Regions from separate parts of the Mus musculus genome. Here region 2 is linked to region 1. Evidence: chromatin contacts called from public Hi-C data. All regions are on one chromosome and are shown on one strand. Each heading gives the region's core, a stretch centred on a gene start, on an enhancer-like site or on the middle of the called end of the contact. The rest is flanking DNA. Distances are from core to core; before and after follow the strand shown.

The links. Hi-C and Micro-C count contacts between places; a contact is called where the count stands out from the background.
Region 2: a contact with region 1 is called in a Hi-C map of uterus, with 2.7 times the contacts expected there. The contact joins two enhancer-like sites. A contact is called at or near these places in 2 of 484 Hi-C or Micro-C datasets (nephron progenitors and uterus).

What each region holds. Positions count from the first base shown.
Region 1 is chr8:103,233,364-103,237,030 of GRCm38.p6, reverse strand. No RefSeq gene overlaps it. Among named protein-coding and RNA genes, the nearest start is that of Gm32531, 36 kb to the left of the region's middle. Within about 2 kb of position 2,415, at least 40 of the 459 cell types and tissues checked have an H3K27ac peak or open chromatin away from gene starts, as enhancers often do. A contact at or near this core is called in uterus, where this site is marked.
Region 2 is chr8:103,878,886-103,882,721 of GRCm38.p6, reverse strand. No RefSeq gene overlaps it. Among named protein-coding and RNA genes, the nearest start is that of Gm32728, 160 kb to the left of the region's middle. Within about 2 kb of position 1,716, at least 17 of the 459 cell types and tissues checked have an H3K27ac peak or open chromatin away from gene starts, as enhancers often do. A contact at or near this core is called in uterus, where this site is marked.

The DNA.
Region 1 (3,667 bases), core at 1,166-3,665:
TGGGTTTTTTATTTGGCATATGTGAGAAGTATTGTACTTTGTGTAGGGCAACTCCAATGAAACTCATTTCTATTCAAAGAATATGAAGCTTATAAAATACTTTTCTCTATGGCTTTTACAAACATCCTTACTGTTAGTTACTCTTCTCCACACTCCTCTGCTCTGCTCTGTACTCTCATCTCCTTCTTGTAGACTTCCTTCCTCACTAACCCAAGCCATTCTTTTAAATAGAGGTCGATAGTGAAGAGTTTGTTGAGCCTCAGAAGAAAGACATGTTGGATTTTCGAATATCATTGGAACTGATCAGAACTATGAAGATATTTTAAATGAACTCAATTCATTTTGCATTAAGTGATAAACATGCACCTTGGGGGGAGTCGTGAGTTGACTATTATAATTTAAAAGTGACTTGTTTGGGTGTAAAGTTGACAAGGGGTAGATATTGATGATGGATAATCTTATTTGTCCACTTGACTGGATTTAGAATTACATAGGAAACAAACCTCTGCCTGTGGGGTGAGTGTTTCTAGAGAGGTTTAACCAAAGTTGGAAAACCTATGCTGGATATAGGTGTCAATATATTCCATATGTTGGGTATTCTACACAGAATAAAAGTGACAAATTAAATGGAGTACCAGTGCTAATTTCTCTTTGCCTCTTAACTTAGATGCAATGTGACCAGCTACCTCATACTGCTGCTCTTTGTATCCTTATCAGAACAGACTGTACCCCTAAGGGTTATCCCTGCCAGTTGTCTTGTCATAACAGCAAGCAAATTCAGTAATATACGTATAGATGTATCTTTGGGACTGCAATTACTATCCACCACAGTACAGTCAGTCAGGGCAGCACTTTTTCCTCCCCCCCCCCAAGTCAATATCTATATACCCAGAGGATTCTAGTTCATATTACTTTTACCAACATTTCATTTGAATTTAATGTATTTCTTTTTTTATTTTAAAGTATGAAACTTTGACACCATAACATATCTGTTTACTTATCAGGCTCTGACAGTTCCTCTCTACCTTCTTAAGACTCCCCTACCTTTCAGAAAGACCTGATGCTCATCCTTGAATATAGCATTCCTTCTTTAAGGGAGTGTGGATGTCTTTCTACAGAGCAGGTCTTTGGCCTCTGGCTGGATATGAGCTCTGTCCAGGATTTGGGGCAAGAAAATAAAATGATTCCCAGCTGGAAAAACAGCCCTGCTGCCAAGCTATCCCAGAACTCGAAGAGGAGGCTCAAGTGTCAGAGTCTGATCTGCCTTTGCTTTCATTCCTGGTTTAACTCAAATTCCTTTTATTTCTGTAAAACACACACACACACACACACACACACACACACACACACACACACACCACAGGGAGAGAGGGGAGGAGAAAAAGAGACAGAGAGACAAAGACAGAGAGACAGAGAACATTCAAACAGTAAAGACAACTAGGAAATAAAGTAGACAATGTAAAATAAAACAGCAGATCATCTTTGTATGATTTTGGTTTTGTTCCAAATGACATTCTGTAAACTACTTGGCATATTCTACTCTGGAAGCCACATATGCATCCAAGTAAGGACTTGTACATTTACATACATGGCTAGACATTGATTTCCTTGTTTGGATTTTATATTTTACACACACACACACACACACACACACACACACACACACACATGTATTTATCAGTGTGGGAAACTATCAGAGCCCATACTTTATCAGAGGGTTCACATTTTGTTTCTTCAGTGGTGGGGAAAATGAAAGATTCTTTATTTGAATGTACACATGTAGCTCACTTTAGACAGTTACAGGGAACTTCATCCCGGGGAGGTATCGGAGGCTGTGCAACCCTCTCAGAAAGCTTTTGATGGTGTCAGTCCATATAAGGCTTAATCTTCTGATTCGTACCCAAAGATTCTCTCCTTTGAAATTTTTTTACATAGCAAACATAATTGGACTGCTATACATGTATGATATTATTTATAAACATGACAATCCATATGATATAGATTATTTCACAACACATATTCTATGTAATAATTTACATATATCATCGCGTACTTACTGTGTTTCCATGTGATATGTAATCCTTACTTTATTCACAAGTAACCAAATTCTTAGTGTTTGATTTGAATAAAAGAGAACAAAATCCATAGCTCTGAGAAGCCTTATTAGAAGTAAAGGACAGTCAGATCCATGTCCTTTACATGTAATATTGTGCCCAACTTCATTGCTTCATCTTTTTCTTGGACAATTAGGTACAGAAGTATACTCTTTTGTCTCTCCCCCTAGCATCTTCTCTGGCCATATTTTTCTTCTCCAAGTCCATCCTTAAGGACCACCAGGAATGTAAACATCCTATGGCTGAGTGAGTGCAGAGGGATGACGTGTCAAGCTTGGCTGGCTTCTCTGTAACTGTGACCCCCACACCCTTGGGGTCTGTGTGTGTCTGCAGCACTTCCTCTCCAGTCTTCTCCTCCCACCCTCACACTCAAAGGGAAAAGGAAAATAAACTTGGCCCAAATTTAGCCTGTGTTGACTCCTGGGTGGGCCTGATAGTTGTGCGGTTGAAACCAGTCCACTCCTGGCACCAGTTTACAATCTCCTCCTGCTCTTTAGAATGGGTGTTTGAGGGGAGCCACCCACAAGGTTCCCACTGTGACATAAAGGAGGATTTTGAAGCATTTTGAGAGCTGGGGTGGTATAAAACTCTGAGTCCTGTACTCTGGATGTCACCTTCTTGGTAACTTTGTAAAGCCTCTGGTCAATGTGAACCTCTGTGTCTTACTTGTCAACTGAGTGGCCAGTACCACAGGTGAGATTACCCTAGCTTTTTAAGCAGTTTTCTGAATATAGTTCATTTGGAAGCAGAAAATAAAGACTAGGGAAAGAAATTCTGTTTCCTATGGGACTTGCTTCAGTTTCCTTCTATATGGAGCATGCCTAAGTTTCTAAGTGTCCCTTAAAACCTGGAGCTCCCCTTTCTCCTAATCCAAAGGCACAAAAGAGACCTTCATGGATACTTGAGAACAACACAGGCTTGTTGTAGAACGGTTAAGAGAATGGATGTCAGAAATGGTTGGTGTGGTACCCACCTATAATCCTGGCACTAAAAAGTCAGAAGCACATGGAAGAGGAGCATGAGTTTGAGGCCAGCTCAGGCTACACAGGGAGAAACCATTTCGAATTTATATGGAGAACCTACATCAATGGCACTTATGCTGACCTGGAATTCTTCCATTCTGTATAAGATCTTTGCAAACAAAGGCCCAGGTTTACCTATCTATCTATCTATCTATCTATCTATCTATCTATCTATCTATCCATCTATCCATCTATTTTTGTCCCCGTGAATGTTCTTTCCCCAAAGAATAGATATTAGTATATTGTTTTGTTGTAGAGGGAATGCATTGTGAGTAAGAAGATTATGGTAATTATAAGGTACCATGTTTATCTTTGTGTATTATAACATATATTGGCCTTTCAAAGACACTGAGAAATTCTGCAATGGAAACTGGTTTATTTATCAGAGGACTTTCTGAAGTTATTTGACAGAGGAATTTTATCTTCTTTTTAGCAGCCTCCTTCCCCATTGTAAGTTATAAGGATTCCAAAGAAACCTGGAATAGAGAGTTCTTTGCTCAATCAGTGAATGAAATGTTGAGTTCACAGTAA
Region 2 (3,836 bases), core at 467-2,966, 650 kb before region 1:
CTCCCAGAAGTCATCCACTGTCAATAGGTCCTCATCTAAGGGTGGGAACTTGAGAACTTCCCCCACTCCAAGCTGGAATGATGACTAACTGGTCTCGTGTAGGCATTGTGCAGGAGCCACGGCTGCTGTGAGTCCATGAAGCAATGGTCTCATCAAGTCCTTAAGACCCGGCTTTCCCCAGTCTTGAGCTTACAGTCTGCCCTCTCTTACGTGAAGATCTAGGTTTCTTAGCCATGTCTTTACAGGTATGGCCTCAATCTGCTGAGAGCTCAGCCGTCATGAGGCAGTTTTGCCTCTGGATAACAGTGATTCGGGGTGATTCCAAAAGCCACAGATCTGTACCTAGAGGTGTTCTTGTCCAGGATGAATTTTTCAAATGGTTTGCCTTTCCCTTTAATAGCAGAAAAATCTTAATTTCAAGTGCTAGCTTACACAGATATGGACCTTCTCTATAGAAGTTCAAGGCAAGTCCAGGGCAGACTTAATGATTCCCAATGATTAAGAGGGGCATATCTGGATATCTGCATATGCTTAAGACATAGTCTGATGACTTATTTCTTCACAAGGGAAAGGGAAGTGTTGGTTCTATACTTTTCTGCCTGGATCCCTTTCTGCTTTGTCGGTCAAGGCAGACTGTTACCTGTGACTCATGGTAGCATATGTTTTAAAAGCCTGTCTGCAGAGATCATGAGGGAGATTATGCTACAGGTACTACAGCTTTCCTGTTTGGGTTTTGTGTTTGTCTGTGGAAGTTTCTGGTAAGGTGATAGACATATCCAGGTTGGAGTGAGTGTTTCCTGTTTGCCAGGCACACCTGTGAATGTGTCCCATATGTGGCACACAGCAATTGGAGGAAGTGGAAGCTCTTTGCAGCTGCTTATTACTGTTAAAGAAACTCTAGTTCAAAGAAGTTGACTCATGCATACATGTTCACACAGTGAGAAAAGAGAAGATCTTGGCTTTGTACCCTGATGGGGAGACACCAGAGCCCACACTCTTGAGCACAATTACCTGGCATTTTTTTCAAGCCTACCTTGATGCAGTTATACAAAGGCAGTTCACCTTTCTTCCTCTTCCCTTACTCTCCATCCATCTTCCTTTCTCTCCTACCTCAATGGAGAAAGCCCGATCTATTCCCTCACCTCCCTAGGAATCCCAGTCACTCTGATACACCTGTCCCCATCCCAGCTTACATGGAAACAGCATCAGCCTGTTCTTGGTGTCTTGGTATAGAAAAGATAGGGCAGGGAGTTTATGCATCCAAGTTTGCAAAGAATGTGCAGAGAAAACGACTTGTGGTGCATGATCCAAACACCAGGCCCCACCCGCCCCTGCCCCTGAGCTCAAGACTGTGTGTTGTGCTCCTGGGAGCAGCTGGGTCAATGTTTGAGGAAGAAATCTCCTTTTAAGGAGAATTGAGCTGGCAGATGTTCCCAGCTCCTTCCAAGCCAAGGCACTGGGCTTCTGCCAACACTTTTTTGAGACGGAAGACATGTTGGCAAATAGTTTAGGCAAATCATGATGCCTCTAAGATCATCTGTTTGTCTGCCAGGGCCACTGCCCCCACCACTCTTCATGGTTCCTGTCACAGATCTCTCATTGCCATTGCATCCAGATCTGGTCAGATGAAAGAGGATACCTGCAATCCTAACAATCAGGGGAAGGCAGGGCCTGTCTTGAGTGTTGGGCTCGGTGAGCCTCACACTGGATCTCTGTAGTAGTGCCAGGTTTAAACAGCAAGCTTCCTTTTTGGCACCTTTAGCTTAGGAAGGATGGTCACCCAAGGGAGGACCAGGCAGCTTTGCCGACTTGGCATTGGAGACTGGAAGTGTAGCGTGTGGGTGTGGGAGGGCAGTATTTTTCAAGCCGTGATTAAATTCCTTAGCCAGGACAGAGAATCTGTGTCCTGGTTCTTCACACTGCTTACTTTGCCCTTGCATTAATAAATGCACACGTGTTCTGCACACCCCCTTTTCCCAGCGCGGCTCCACAAGTCACTAAGTTGCTTCGCAGCTGGGTTGTGTGTCGAGCATGGAGGAGTGCCGTACAGCAGCTCAGGAGGGGCTGCTGGGGGTTGTGGATCAGAAGACATAGGCCTCGAAGTGTGGAAGAGGGCCTGGTGCCAGCCACCAGAAGAGAAGCATGGAACAGTTGAGTTGAGACACATAGCAGAAGCAGATGTTAGGGGAATGAACAGAGCAAAGTCTCATTGCTAGAATTACTGAAAGTGGGCGACAGATCCTCAACTCCACGAAGTCTAAGGAAAAGAGGGGGTATGACGGGAAGTTTTAGGGTGGCCACACCCTTGAAAAACATTGCTCTCTGCATGTCCACCACCATGCCTGTGCCCACTCTCCCATCTTCTGGGAACCTGTCTAGAAAGGCCTTCGAATGATGTGCTGCCTCCCCGCCTTTTGTGATCTTGACCCTACTCATGCCTTTCTAGTTCTAGCCCTATCAAAATCCCTGGTTTTACATCTTTATCCTTTAGCTGTAACTTGGAAAGTCCTAAGAAAGGACCCCACTCACGTGAGTTACACGGATACCTTGGGCTTTAAGTTCATCTCATACTTAAGTGACTAGTTAGAACTGAGTAATGGCCAAGACTCACTCAGTTTCACTCTACATGAGATGTGTCTTACGAGGTCCGTATTCTAAGAACATAACACAGGGCTTAGCACACAGGGGAAAGGAAACATAGCCTCCTTACATGAAGATTACATGGATTCTCTCCTTCTTCAACATTGATGATGGGTTACACCACCTTAAGACTGAGTTCTATGCTATCTTTCAGAATCCTTGAATCTTCAATCAAACCTGGATAAACAAAGACATGCTTTTGATACAAACCTGGCTGGGGAGATTTTTCTTCAAAGAACTGCTGACTGCATTCAATGGCTTGGCGAGGGGACTGTTTTTCCATCTTGGCTCTGCCTGCTAGAGATGGGAGAGGAGAATGTGTTTAGAAAGCTGGTGATGAATGAGGTGGAGACAAACAGCTTTAGCCTGTGTGTTCCAGCCTGGGTCCAACCTGTATGAACAAGATGCCAGGCCCACACACAGGCTCTAGGTTCTGATGCTGAAAGAGACTAGATGGTGATGCTCATTGGAGATGAGGTGTTTGTGGAGCTGGGGGAGCAAGCCAATCACTTCTCTTCGTCTCCAGGAACTGAAATGGGCTAGGAAAGAATTTTGCCACAAGATAGAGCTAGAGCTAGGCATGTAGGTAGGCAGATAGGTAGCTAGCTAGATGATAGATAGATAGATAGATAGCAATGAGGCACCCTGCAATGGATTCATATTGTGGGCAGATGTTATTCGGTCCTTAGGCCAGTAAGCCTCAGACTTGCCATTTGAAACTTTATCTGAAACCTCCCTGGTGAAGATGTAACTTAACAAATGTTAAGTTTCATTTAAGTCAGTGTGAACATGGGATTTATCCATCATATAGGAAAAGTTATGCTAGATTCACTGTTTTTAAATGAGTGTATATAGTTCTGGAGTCTCAGAGCAACTGTATGCTCAGGGTTGGGATTGTGAGATGAGGAGGGCACCAGCTTGATACTGAATTTGGATCTCATCAACAACTGATGGTGAAGGGGGAAAGATGCAAGCTCAGGATTAACCAGGGTAGAGTCTTTATCTGCAACTCCATCTTGTTGGCCTGTGGAGAGGACTAAAGAAGCCTAAGGTGTGGAAGCTTTTATTCTGAGTGAACTACTGATGTATATATGGAAGCTTAGTAGGTGGGCAGAAATCTGAACTGCCAGAGTCCCCCCTGCCAGATGTTATGTTGAAGTGGCAGCAGAGGAAGATGGCTGCTTGATTCATGCCAG